Regions from separate parts of the Mus musculus genome. Here all the other regions are linked to region 3. Evidence: chromatin contacts called from public promoter capture Hi-C data. All regions are on one chromosome and are shown on one strand. Each heading gives the region's core, a stretch centred on a gene start, on an enhancer-like site or on the middle of the called end of the contact. The rest is flanking DNA. Distances are from core to core; before and after follow the strand shown.

The links. Promoter capture Hi-C pulls out the DNA fragments that hold promoters and counts their contacts.
Region 1: a contact with region 3 is called in a promoter capture Hi-C map of liver, with 5 times the contacts expected there. The contact joins the promoter of Fgg here to the promoter of Asic5 in region 3. A contact is called at or near these places in 5 of 39 promoter capture datasets (cranial neural crest, embryonic stem cells, liver and 1 more), 2 of 484 Hi-C or Micro-C datasets (both in liver) and 1 of 115 datasets of contacts at active chromatin or transcription factors (hepatocytes).
Region 2: a promoter capture Hi-C map of liver shows a contact between it and region 3, with 5 times the contacts expected there. The contact joins the promoter of Fga here to the promoter of Asic5 in region 3. A contact is called at or near these places in 3 of 39 promoter capture datasets (hippocampal neurons and liver).

Annotation. Positions count from the first base shown.
Region 1 is chr3:83,004,063-83,009,035 of GRCm38.p6, reverse strand. Fgg (fibrinogen gamma chain) reads right to left here and starts at 1,312. Exons shown (of 10, transcript NM_133862.2): 1 at 1,054-1,312; 2 at 839-883; 3 at 479-662; 4 at 295-388. The coding sequence starts at 1,128. It overlaps Gm30097 (a long non-coding RNA gene), which reads left to right and starts at 621. Exons shown (of 5, transcript XR_375748.2): 1 at 621-682.
Region 2 is chr3:83,024,625-83,029,363 of GRCm38.p6, reverse strand. Fga (fibrinogen alpha chain) reads right to left here and starts at 3,211. Exons shown (of 6, transcript NM_001111048.2): 1 at 3,096-3,211; 2 at 714-842; 3 at 99-282. The coding sequence starts at 3,149.
Region 3 is chr3:81,995,185-81,999,653 of GRCm38.p6, reverse strand. It overlaps Asic5 (acid-sensing (proton-gated) ion channel family member 5), which reads right to left and starts at 2,732. Exons shown (of 10, transcript NM_021370.2): 1 at 2,664-2,732; 2 at 1-70. The coding sequence starts at 2,703.

The DNA.
Region 1 (4,973 bases), core at 63-2,562, 1.0 Mb before region 3:
CACACCTCAATTCCCATATATTTGATTTTATATTGTAAGGGGGCTGGGGGACATTCAAGTAAATAGAGCCAGAATGGCATTCAAAGGCATCTACAATAACCTTTCTCCAATGCGATTATTATTTTAAAATTACAGGCCCGTGCAACTCATTTTTCACTAAAGAACTCCCATCTCCACTGGGAGATTTGATACTATAAATGAAAACTAAATTCCAAGGTCACTTTCTATGAAATGTGGAACATTAAGGAAAAGTTCCAGGTGCCTTGAGGAGCACATGAAAACCCAGACACATACCGAATGCTTGTCTCGTGGGTTAACAGCAGCGCTTCGTATTTCACAATTTCTTCTACCATCTTCTTAGACTTCTGAGTGGCACTGTCTATCATACCTGTAACAGGGTCAGAGACAGGAAAATCCCTTAAGCAAATAGTACAACGGAAAGCAGAGGAGGTGACTCCTCGGTGGGGTTTCCTCTCACCTGGCTTTGGGGGTTGGTCTGGGTTGTAGTAAACCTGAATTGCTTTGATCAGTTCTTTGGCTTCTGTGGTTCTGTTTTCAGCCCGGAATAAGATGTCTTCCAGCGTTCGGAGATCATTGTCCACGTCGGTTTGGTAAGAAGACAGGAAATCTGCGATACCACAGGTGGTTGGGCAGAAACTACCCTGCAAGTCAATTTAAGGAGGTAATTAAACACCTTAGGAGAGAAGTCTTAAATACAATCCATAAATATTAAACCATTCCCCAAAAGCTTAAGTTGTCAACTGATAAATGAAAGTGCTACCCTGTTTTCCCACCCTTCTCTAGTTTCAGGATAGGGGGTGACACTGAAATTACTTACGAATCTCTCATCTAGGATGCAACAGTTATCTCTGGTAGCCACATACTGTTGGAGAAAAACAAAGATATTTTGCTACTGGTCCCAGTCATGTCTCTCTCTCTCTCTCTCTCTCTCTCTCTCTCTCTCTCTCTCTCTCTCTCTCTCTCTCTCTCTCTCTCTCCCCTTTATAAAAACGTTTTAATAATAAAACAGTATGGCTTCGGAAGGACACTTACTGCCAGGCCCGTTGGAGAGAACAGTAAAAGCAGGCAGCAAAGAAGGAAACTCGGGGGCTGCAAAGACCAACTCATGGTGTCTGGGTGACCAGGTGCTCCCAGCTCTTTACAGCCAGCACTGTGACCTCTTGGGCTTCTCCTTGGTCCTTTATGTGAGCTCTCAGTCTGGGCGGGACTAAGGGTGGCTGGAACTGGTCACAGGGTCTCTTTACCAGAAATGTGAGCTCTTTCTGCTCATTCTGGCTCTCACTCGTGCTCTGAGGGATTCCCAGATTTTGCGCACAGGTTTAAGCTCCTCCCTTTGGGCTCAGCCCAACCTGTCTCCTCAGACCCACAGGTATCTGCAAAAGCCAGCAAAACAGGGGGGGGGGGGGTGCTGCTCCGAGGGCTGACAGAGGCCGCGTGTTGCAACTACTTCCAGTACACCACCTCCAGGAGAACAAACACAGGGTTCTGACCTCCCACAACAAACCAAGCTTATCCAGAAGTCTGGCCTGTTGCAGCCACAGGCATTACTGAAAGACCTGTCTTTGCCCAGGGGTGGGAGAAGGGAACTTTTCCTCCTTTCATGTCTAAGGTCTGTATTTCCAAGGGTGGATCATGCTGGAGATGGGTTCCTGTCCCTCCTCTGTGATATCCTTTTTCTTGGGTCAGTTTTGACTGAGTTTTGGGCTCAACTCTTCTGATGACTGGAAGACAGGTTCCCTCCCATCTGCCACCAAAGAGAAGGAGCCAGGAGTTTACCAGTTTGTCCCAAAGCCCCATCTAGTTCCTGGAGGAAAAGCCTGGACTCAGAGAAACCCACCTGTCACACATCTCCTTAGAAGCCTCTCTGAAGGAGAAGGGACACAGGGAGACACTGAGAAGGTTCATTGAGTTTGTGGGGAAAGGGCACTGTCACCTCTCTTTGCTAATGACAAGCAGCTGTGGCACTGTGACAGATGTGTGCAGTCACTCTCCTCCTGTGACCAAGCTTGCTGTAAACTGTGAAGAACTATGTAACTGGGAGAAACGCACTAACATGAAAGAAGTGCTAACATGCTGGTATTTGACTTGAAGTTTTGACAAAGTACTGTCTCCTTTGACATTAAAACAAAGAAATGTTTATGCTCTGTAGCTAGTCAGAAATCATTTTAAGTAAGGGAACTCATCAGACCAAATATGTAGCCCTTTCTCTTCCTGACCAGATTGGCCTCCACTTCAGTCACTTTTTGCTCCAAGCCATTTGTGATATTCTTACAGAATAGCTTGGACAATGCCACCATTCACCTGCTTAAAGACCCCGTAGCCTTTAGTCACTTCCTATCTCCTGTTTGTTTTTTCTTCCTATATGTTCTACTTTTTCCCCCCATCTTGTTTGTCAATGTGCATAGGAACTACTGCATCTCTGGCTGTCAAAACAAATAAAACAAAAAACAAACAAACAAACAAACAAAAACAAGCAAAAACCCCCAGAAGCCCTGTTTTCTGGAGGCTAGTTCCCTCTAATAGAGCATTACCCCACAGCCCCAGCTCTGGCTCCATGTTTTGTAGGAATTATAAGAACCTTGCATTATATAACCCATTAATCTATCAATGGAAATTCAGTGTTTGGCCACAGCACCCAGTAGACCGAGTGACAGTTAATACTCAACAATTATTGAGTGACTTTAGTTGATTGGGCTGGAAGGAAGTCTACTTTTAATGTTAATACTCCTGGTACTCTCAAATTTTCCAAATTGCAAAAGTAAGCGAGGTACCTTATGTGCTGTTAAATGAAAGAGAAAAACATACCAACATTTGCCTTTAAAATGATAAAAATAAAAGCACATAAAAACACAGAGGCACACACCTTTGATGTTTTCAATAGAACTCGCTGGCAGTTATTATTATTATCATCATCATCATCATTACCTTTTACAGCCAGAAATTTTGTAGTTCCTATGAATGTCAGCAAGCCACAGCAAATGTTTTATGCAACTTGTATAAATAGGAATTTCCTTATTTCCATAGACTTTTATTGGGGATTCTTATTCTTATGCTGTATTCATGGAAAATGAGCTTTGTTGCAACTACAGACAGTTCTCTTCAGTAAATGATCTGTTGTGATTAACTACCATCTAGAAGGCTCGGCAGAATCAGAGCTCTGGGTTACCCAGTTGAGGTATTGCTCCTCCTAAATGAAGCTTACCCCTCATGGATTAAGTCATAAAAAGTAGACTCTTGCCTTGAAGGAAGGTACTGGAAAGCATCAGAGCCTAATGTAGATAGATCACGTGCTTCTCCCATGGGTTTTTGCACCAAAGAGTGGGAAATATGGACTTGAATTTCAGGCCACAATCATTGCCACAGGTTGGCTGGTAGGTACTCAGTGTCATGAAGTTTGATTAGCTGTATCAACATGAATAACATAAAACCAATATGCTGAAGAGATAAAAGAATGTATTTTACTCCATAATTTTAGAATTGAAAACATTTTTAAAAAGATGTACCTATTTTGATTCCATGTACACGAGTGTTTTGCTTTCGCACATGCATAGTACCGTGTGTGTGTGTGTGTGTGTGTGTGTGTGTGTGTGTGTGTGTGTGTGTGTGGTGCTGGAAGAGTCCAGGAGAGAGTTCCCTGGAATTAGTTACAGGCTGCCATGAGCCACTATATGGCTAAGGAATAGAATCTCGATCCTCTGTAAGAGCAGCAACTGCTTTTGATCAGCAAGTCATTGCTCCAGATTCTAAATTGAAACATTTTTATTTTCTTCTTTTTGCTAGATTGGATTGGACTCTTAATTGTGTTATCAGAATTTTAGAAAAAAAAAAAAAAAAGATGTCCCTTTGGCCAGTTTTGAGCCCTAGGTCTAGTGACCTACATTGGTCTTGCATTGTTTGGTGACCATTGGTTAATTACATTTTAACTAATGGCTCCCCTCTATGTTTGTGTCAAGCTTTTCTTGAATACATGATAAATGATTAATAAATTCCTAGGAGAAAAGGGCATTTAAAAAAAATCAGATTTCCTCTACTTCCAGGTTTGTTTGTAGAGAAAACAGCAGATGTATCATGTGAACCAAGTAACTTTGTGTGATTCGGAAGGCACGGGTTTGTCTGTGAGAACAGCGATCTTCCGAGCTTCCTATCAGCTGTCTGTGTTCTGAGCTGAGATTACATCTGCTATGAGAGCCGGGCTGTGGTGGCGCACGCCTTTAATCCCAGCACTTGGGAGGCAGAGGCAGGCAGATTTCTGAATTCGAGGCTAGCCTGGTCTTCAGAGTGAGTTCCAGGACAGCCAGGGCTGCACAGAGAAACCTTGTCTCGAAAAAAAAAACTAAAATAAAAGAAAACAAATAGAAAAAACAAGACAAAACAAAAAACATCTGCTATGAGTGGTCTTCCCATACAGTGGGGACATCTGAGAGTCTCCTGTCTACTGTTCTCAGCTTGACTCCAAAAATTATCCGCTAAACTTGACTCGGAACTAGTTTACTATCAGAGATGACTCAGCCTAGCTGTTTCCACTTGTGTACAAGTGAGGCCACAAAAACCAACAAACAAAATGAAGAACAGAAACATCAAGTTTTACTCAGAAGAGTGTGCTAAGAAGCAGTCAGTCAAGCCTGTAAGACAGGGAGGAAAATGGCCAGCCCTCTACTGGGGGAAAAACCTTGTCATTTTTTCACTTCAAACATATATATATATATATATATACATATATATATATATATGCATGTATATATGTATGTATATATGTGTGTGTATGTATATATATGTGTGTATATATATATATATATATACACACACACACACATGTACACGTACATGTATACGTATATGAGGTGGAGTCTACATTAAAAAACCTTGTCATTTTGTCACATCAACTATACACGCACACATACACACACACACACACACACACACACACACACACACGTACACGTATTATGTAT
Region 2 (4,739 bases), core at 1,962-4,461, 1.0 Mb before region 3:
ATTTGAAGTAAAACCACAGTATCTCCAAGAAGACATCATTTGGGACTTTTGTTACCATACTTGTTAGAAAGTCCAACTACTAAATATGTCTCACTTACTGTTGGCATTCGCGAAGTCCCCTCTCAAATACTCCATGATATTCCTGGTCAGTGAGTTAGAATCCTTGTTGTTCCTTTGAAAGTCAAATAGTGAGTTTTTGAGCTTGTTGATTCTGTTTGTAAAATCCTGGTTGGCTTCGTCAATCAACCCTTTCATCCTGCAGCCTGAAGGGCATTTGTGGTTCTGAAAACAGAGGGCAAGATTGGATGAAAAAGGTCTGTCTCTCAGCTACCGGAAGTTGGAAATGTTATCCCAGTCTTTGCTGCTTCTCCTCCCCAGCTCTTCCAAGTAAATCCAGACTCAAAAGTAGTTAACAGGCCATAGGTGAATTCTCAAATGAAGGTCTGCTTAGTCTTGCATGATGCTCTGGGAATTGTGTAGTCCCACTACTCAGGCATCCCATATGTTTATCCCACCAGAGACCCGATGTAACTAGACAATGTCCTTCGATTGGTTTCCTTTCCATTTTTTCTAGCTATGTTACTGTTAGATGATCTCTGGTGGGGAGGTGTCTCTAGGACCCATTGAATATATATATGTAGAGAGAGAGAGAGAGGGAGAGAGAGAGAGAACAGCATAAGGAAGGTTCCTTGTTCACCGTGTGCTCGCCTTACCCAGTCATCATCAGAGCAGAAGGGCCAGTCTGAGTCCTTGCATTGACTCTGATGTCTCTCCACAACTCTTGGGCCACGTACTCCTCCTCCTTCTGATAGGAATTCACCTTTATCTTCGGTATCTGTAGTCTTTAAGGGTTTTCAAAACATTCAAAAATGAGCGGAGGCAACAATGTTAGCCAGAAGAGACTTTGTCATGCTCACTAGCCCCAAGGGAGAAATGGCAGACATTAGGAGCCAGTACTGCTGGCTTCCACAGGCTGCCAGTTTCTTACAGTCAAAAGGAAATTCTACTTATTTCACGGAGTCATTATGAGAAGCAAAGGAGACAAAGGGTGTGAATTTGTAAGACTGTATTTGATGCTAGGTTAGCATCTGCTAGATGGTAAGGGTTTTAAAAGAAAAATGATCTGGATTGAAAGCATCTGTGAAATTTCACCTTTATCCTTTCTTTCGTGACCTCAGATGAGAAGATAGCTGAAACATTCTAGGTTTTTTTTTTTTTCCCTCCCTGAAGTCCTCTTTCTGAATGTAAAAACCTATGCCCTGTTGCACCCATGCTCCTTTCTCCTTCAGGTTTCTATGGTAACCCTTGGAGATGGTCCATGATCCAGACAAACAGTTATCAAGTACACAAATGTGGGAAGTGAAAACTTGGCAATGTTTTGTAGTACAATCATGCAATTGTAGATTTTCATTTGAAATGAAAATAATAAACAGTTGAAGCAGTAGTCAGCAACCAGCAATTTTTGGAACACCTTATAATTAGAAACCTAGAGCTAAAAGTTCTCAGCTATAACCCAAATGAAATACAAAACATTTTGTCCCATAAGACTTCCTAGTCTAACGGGTCGAGATGGCTTCGAGGCGTTCATCGCCTCCGCTCTGCACTGCCAACTTACAAGGGACTTCCTGTCACTATGTTAGTTTGGGGTAGTTTTTCCTTATAATTAATCAACATGGTCTCATTCTCATTTGTGAAAATTCAAATAATCCTAATTACCATAATTAAAGCAGCGAAGAACAACTCATTTAAAAGAACGAGTCCTTTTGTATAAGAAATATAATGGTAAATTCAATTGTATGAGTAAAATAGCACAACAATGAAGCAGACAGAAAGTGCACATAATAATGAGACAAGGAAGACAATAGAAGTACAAATTACCCAGAAATATCGCCTCAGCTGGTTATTTTAGTTTAATTCCCTCCAAAATGTATTGTTCTTTACTCTCTGATATCAAGATTTTTGAATGGTGAGCCAAAAAACCCACCACCACCACCACCACCACCACCACCACCACCACCACAAAAAACACCTGAAATAATATACAGCCTGGGTAACTAATTAGGATGTCACTAGGTCCTTGGTCATAGTTGACATGTTTTATAAACTAGAATGTGTCAGAAACTCCAGTAATTTAGATTTCTTTCTTTTGTTTTTCTTTGGGGCTTAATTTGGGGAATGATGTCAGTATTTAGAAGTTATCTGAAAAGAACACGAATCCTTCCAAAGAGCCCACTGCCTCATAACTAATGTCTTCGGAATTTGCTATACGTTTTCAAAGGCAATTAATTTGCCCTCTTCCTTTTATGTCTTCAAAAGGATATGAAAAGTTCCTCTTAGGGCTGCGGGTGTAGAACGCTTGCTTGGTCAGTACAGAGAAAGCTCTGCTTCATTCCTCAACATGACAACATTACAAAACTAAAATATTACAAATAAAACAAAGACTAGAGGTAAACCATACTAAACCCCAAACCTTCTGCTCATTACAGACAAATGTCTGGAATTACCAGCTGGAGAACAGTTCTTACCCAGTGTTTTGTTCTGTTAGAATGATGTCTCTGGAGTTTAAAGGGACAAACATGTGGAGGGATTCAGGAGGCTGGCAGTGTAGCTTAGTTGTAGAGAGCTTTACTGCCATGCCCAGGGGTTCTCAACCTGTGGGTCACGACTCCTTTGGCAAACCTCTATTTCCAAAAATATTTACGTTATGATTCATAAAAGTAATAAAATTAAGGTTAGGGAGTAGTAACTAAAAACAATTTTCTAGTTGCGGGTCATCACAACATGAGGAACTGCATCTAAGGGTTGCAGCATGAGGAATTCTATGCTGGATCAATCCCCAGCAACCGTGAGAGTATACTAACACACAGCTGCAGTTTTAAAGACTGCATCTGAATCAGCCTGAACGACAGATGTCAAGATCTCTCGTTATCCTAGGGCCTCCCTCTGGACATCACATTTCCCCATACACTTGTCAGGCTCATCTAAGAATTTGCCTCCCTGGCCTGGCATTTAAAAAGCTAAGTACAAAGGACTTGTAGACTCTGAACTCAGGGCTCCTTGCGGAAGAATTAACAGAGAGAAGAGAAAGCACATACCCAGACTGTGCTGGCCACGCTCAAGATGAGGCAGGTGACCCTCAGGGACAGCATGGTGTCTGCGTTTAGGGATGGCTCATGAGGAGAACTGGAGCTGAAGCGAAGGAGGACTGACTGCACTCACAGCTCCAACCCTACTTAAACCGGCAGGAGGTTAATCATCACCCTTGGCCCACTCAAGCAGCCAAAGCTCACAGTGTGTCCTGTGCTCTGACCATAATAACCAAGGTATCCCAGAAACTCTTGCTCAATTCTCTGTAGCTTGTTTGTTTCCGATAAGTTGTTGCAAATGGTAGCATTTGATTGTGCAGTCAGCAGTTGGGGGGTGGGGGGAATCTACATTCCAGGAAATGGGGGCCTTGGAAGCTGGGGAGATGAACACAGTTCACACCTGAAGGAAGTAAGAGAGCAGCCAGGGCACTCTGGCTATCACTTCTGTGGAGCAGAGACATTGGACTGTGTGTGGGATTCAGAGTTCATCTGAATTTCAGAATGACCTGAAAGCCTACAATAAGCTTATGTTAAACGGGTTGTTTTCCTCCAGCCAGAGGTCAAGACAGTAGCTGCTGGCGACCAATGCCAGCATCCACAGTCCTAGCTCCAGCTTCCTGGCTCTGAGCACTTATGAAGGTTAACTGTCCATCCTTGGGAATCAGTCTCCTCTCTTAAAGACCAGGGCAAAGGCAACATCCTACACATGTTAGTAAACAAATGGGTGAATTATTTCAAGGCCTCCCGAGGAGTGGTTGTCACCACGGCCTGGGAGGAAGTGCTGGCCATGATTGGAGAAGTACATGGAAAATGTACTGTACTTCCTGCCTTTGGGCTTGATCTCTCTTCATCTGCTCTTCATTTCCATGTACAATTCTTCTGGACTCAGTGAAACTTCTGTGTGACCCAACCACGCACCCACTAATATTCCCCCCCCCCCCAAAAAGCAACAGCTGGATTTTGAACAGAATATTCATTGTTCACAATTCCACACTATGGAAGCAGCCTCAGACAATGGATGAATGGATAAAGAAAAGGGGTGGATACAAGAGATTATTGTTCAGCCTGTGAAAAGAAGAAATTCACACATTTGGGGAAATGTACGGGAGCCTTGAGGATATCACACTAAGCGAACGATGTGACTTCACTTCCGTGTGAAACCTTTAATGTGCAACTCAAGAGACTGGGACACAGTAGTGGTTTCCTGGAGACGAGAAATGAGGGAAACAGAAAGGAAGAAAAAAGAGGAAAAGGGAAAGATAATCAAAGAAGGTGATGCATATACTAATGAGCTCAAAGGGGTGGTTATTTCACATCAAACATACAGCACTTTTACATATCAGTCACGGTTCAATAAAATGATTAAAAAAAACCCTTTGACTTAAGTGTGCTGTATTTAGTAATAAACACTGAGAATGAGCAGCCAAATCTGAATCTCAGACAGACAACCAATATATCTTAGTGTATGCATGTCTTCTGCCGTGTTTGGAGTATGCTTATACTAGAATGTAGTTGTTCATGTGAAATGCAAACGTAACAGGGTATTCTGTTAGCTGGCAACCAGTCCTGCTTTGTGTGAAATTCTGCTTCCTATGTGAAACCACTCCTGGTAACAGCTGTCACTACTAACCTTTATTGAGTGCTTACTGAGCA
Region 3 (4,469 bases), core at 1,483-3,982:
AACTTCTTCCGGTCAGTTGGAGATGGCAGTGGTCTCTTTGAGAGGTAACGTTTTATCTTTCCTAAGAGTCCTAGTGCCCACAAAATAGAAACACACAAACAAACAAACAAACAAAAACAAGTAAATGAGTTATAAAAAGCTATTCATAAAACCTACAAGTCAGAAGTGACTAAGCAGGTTATCTTTCTAATATGAAGTTTGTAAAGGCCCCCAGAATCTTTTTCCAGTAGATGGTTTATTCAGATATCAGGAAAAGCACCAATTAGGTAAATCTACTGCTAATAAGCTAGGGCCATCTGATACCAGCTCTGGTTAAGAAAGAGATACTGATAGCAGAAACATATCGGTATGTCATTAAGTCCAGCTTCAAATGAGTTGTTCGTGACAGCTCATTACTTTTAAAAATAGTCCTAGCTTTTAATTAGTCTTTCACCCCAGGAAACCACAGAGTTCCTTGAGTTGGATTAGGCTTATTCTCCCAAGAGTCCTAAATGAAGTCACACACAACAAGTTCCACAGCTAATCTTTGTCACCTTGCTGTTATTTTTGGTGTTGTGATGTCTGTGCATTGTATGTTTTGAGCAAAACTGTTTTACTCCTCTGTTGGCTCATCAGAATGTCAGGTTTGCAGTTCGGTGACTTGATCAGCTTCCTACCTTCTTAGAAAACGAGCTGGTACTTTTGAAATTCCTATTAATAAATTAAGTAATGATTATTGATATTGGTTTGTAAAGGCCAGTGAAAGTTTCACTAAAATATATTTGATGATATAGAAAATAGTCATCCAGAATTTCCCTTAGGTTACTGTTCTTTTGATTTGGTGATAATAGATGCCAAGCCTCTCTGTCAAGTTAATGGGATGAGGTCCATCTGCAATCAGAGGCTTCAACTTCTGCTCTCAGTCTCCTCTCCCGTAACCTAGGCAACTTCAGCCATGTCTGCATTCTCCTTCTGCTTCTTCTATTAACTGGCAGCAATAACATCTGCCTTCTGGCTTTTCACGTTAAATAGTGTAATGCTCAGAGAGCATTCAGTGTGTAACATGGATCAGTAGAAGTACTCAACATTATTCAATATTTTTACTTTGCTTGTAGTGATAGAGGAAATGGTTAAATATTCAGGGGTTTAAGGAATGATTTAAAGTTCCTGCTTCCAAAATGAGTGCTTGGGCAAGCAAGCTGACTAGGTGACTGTCTCTTATTGGGTAAGGGAGTTAGCTATGCAAGCTGGATGAGCTAAGTCCTATCTTTGAAACCCATGGAAAGGATGAAGGAGAGAACCCCTTACCTAGATTTGTCCTCTGAGCTCCGTACCTGTGCAGTGGCACCTAGGCAGCCAGCTCACATCCTACACACACACACACACACACACACACACACACACACACACACACACAAATGATACTAATAAAAATAACACAGATCTCAGAAACAAAAGAAAGAGATGAGATCTCTGAAAGCCAATAAATTCTCACAATGAAGTTATTTGAATTTTAAATCCTTGTTTTAATTCAATAAATATCATTTTGTCAATAATGCAGTATTAACATTCTTCCAAAAAAGCTCCAATATTTTCTCATCATTAAGTTTAGTTTAATAGCTTACTAGTTTCCAATCAATATTTTTTTTTCAGTTTGGAAAAGCTAATGATATAAAATGCATTTTCTAAAGTTTCCCATTTCGTGCAATGTACATGAGCATCCACAAATACTGTTACACTCTTAAAGATATTACAAACTATATTATCATGTTTATATCATTCTGACGTTCTGGAATTGTGCTATCGTCTATAATAGCATTACTTAATGTTTCTTTTAGTATCAGGTTAATCAGCACATATTTAAAAAAAACTGTCAAAGCTTCAGATAAAATCAGAAGGCTGAAAAAAAAAACAATATTACTTAACAAAATAAGCTTAACTGTGACCTATTCTTATTCCTTAACCATTGCTTGGACGCATTTGTGAAGGCTTTACCCTGATTAAAGAAACAGCCCAGTCCCTAGCAACTCTCACCTTTCCTACTGAGGGGACATGGGCTATTAGTGAGAAGAGTAATCTAGGAATAAGTCCCTGGCCAGACACAGTGCAGCTGGCTGCAAACACTACCCAAATAATACATTTCAGATGTCAACTCTTTAAATTAAGATAGAAACATTGCCAGTTGTGTTAACCTTACTGAAGCATTTCCTACTATTTGTTAGAAACATAGTGGTTTTTTTTTTTCCTTTTGAGTATTTCAAATTGAGAACCTACAGAGTGATATATGCCTGTCAGGAAGCCCAAAATGGGCAGTGCAGACCACCAATCCACACAACTGAGGCTTTGAACTTCCCTCATAGAAGTACATTTCATCAGGTGGATAAACAAAAAGTTTCATTAAAAAGGTTGGTCATTATAGAAACGTTAGGAAAGCAAGCATACTGTGTAGAAACAAAGAAACAACAAAAGTCGATTTTAACATATAGTAATATTTTTGTAGTATTTTGAGTCCTCATAAGTTATTCTTTTGCTACTAAAACTGTATTATTCATTTTAAAACTCATATTTGTTACTGTGAACATAATAATGAGAATAGAGTTTTCCAAGGATGAAGCCTACCCCCTGCTCTCTGCTTATTTCCGGTATTTAGGAATGGCGGATGTTGCTGTTTAAGGATCTCCTACCTTTCTCCGCGTGCACTTGTGATTTCTCAGTATGTTCCATGTTTTGATCTCAGTGATCCGAAGTCCTCTGGTGCATCCAATTTTTTCAATAACAATATTCATTTTGTGCCTTTTATATAAAATACAGCACTTAAGGTTGTAAACTGTAGGGGCAATTTAAATATTTGTGTTGCTATGTTAAGCCTCATGAAGCACTTAATCTGTAAATCAAAAAACACGGACAGAACCAGCTATGGGCATTTACAGACTGGCAAGAGGCCATGATAGATTAAAACCCAGATAGCACAATTGAAACCCACTTTCTGAAAAAGAAAGGAGGAAAGAAACAAAGAAACAAAGAAAGAAGAAAAGCTGTGACCTCACAGTGGCCTCTGATCATACCAGTGGATACCCAGGTGACAGTCTCTTCACGTTTTGTTCAGCTTCATAGAAATCAAATTTTGATTGTGATTGTGTGTATGTGTGTGTGTGTTTGTGTGTGTGTGTGTGTGTGTGTGTGTGTGTGTGTTTGTGGACGTGAAGTATCGTTGTTTTGAAGTTTCTTTCATAAAAGAGATACAACTGTAACAAAGTGACCAGTGGAAATAGAAGAATAATGTTACAAAAGAAAAAAGATACTAACTAAAAAAGAAGCACTAATAAAATAATATAAATTTGCCAAATCACAAAGGCCACCTTTTTTATAGTAACACCTTTGAGAACTTACCATTAATATTATTAATAAACCCTGATATGCATCCATATGTATAAATGCTGCCATCTGTTGACCACACACAGTAATTACATGTTTCTCCGCTAGAGCCTGATGCCTTTGTCATGGTAATATTTCACAAGCATTTTTTCCCTTCAACATTGGACATCTATTGGGAAACTCCAATACCATAACTTGAAGCTGGGCTTACATGGTTTGGTTTTGTCAAGAAGTCACTCTTGCTTCTGCTCCTCCCTCCTAGTGACTGAATTAAATTTGAATTTCAACTTGTTTATGTAGTTACAATTCCCTCTCCATTTTTCCTCACTTTATTATTTGAAATCAAGACCAAGGATTCTTCTCACAGATATAACTTGTTCTTTTGTAAACCTGGCCTTTTCACTTTCTAAGATACTCAATTAAAATTAAACATAGATGCTCACACTTTCTTTCTCTGATGGTGATGCTATGTGGAATAAGCCTATGTGACAGAAGATAGACTTGTAAGCCCCTCTTCCCTGCCCCACCCCATTTCCCAGTAAACGTAAAGAAAGCTACAGAATCGCCTAATAAAGCCAATCCCGGGAGAACTGAGAGAATTCTGAGTCATCATTATCTCCCTTTATGCACTTGTAGCACCAACAGCAAAGGATGACTTATTAATGCAGACAAATAATAAAAGATTAAATAAAGCATGCTGGACAGAAAAGTAGACAGCAAACCCAACTGCCCTTTCACTTAGATTCTGGGCATGAGCGATCCTTAGAATCAATGAGCACTGTCTAGAGGACTGTATTTACTCTGGCCCAGCCCCAGTAACAGAGATACAGTTTGTGTTAGCTATTTAGTTATTGAAGGATAATTTTTTTAATTCTACTTTTGACATATTCATATGTTTTCACTACTCTTTCCTGTTGTGAGTGTGGCAAAGGAAGCCAGGTTTCTGCTAAAACTAAGCAAATGTTTCACTGCCAAGTCAGGTACTCTGTCATTTGGCTCCTACTTGGCAATTTTGATTTGAAGTAAAATTTTATGTTTTATTTTCTCTTTGAGAGAATGCCTGTCCCTTCTTGCCCTTCTTCTTTGCTCCTCCCCCCCCTCCTCCTCCTGCTTAC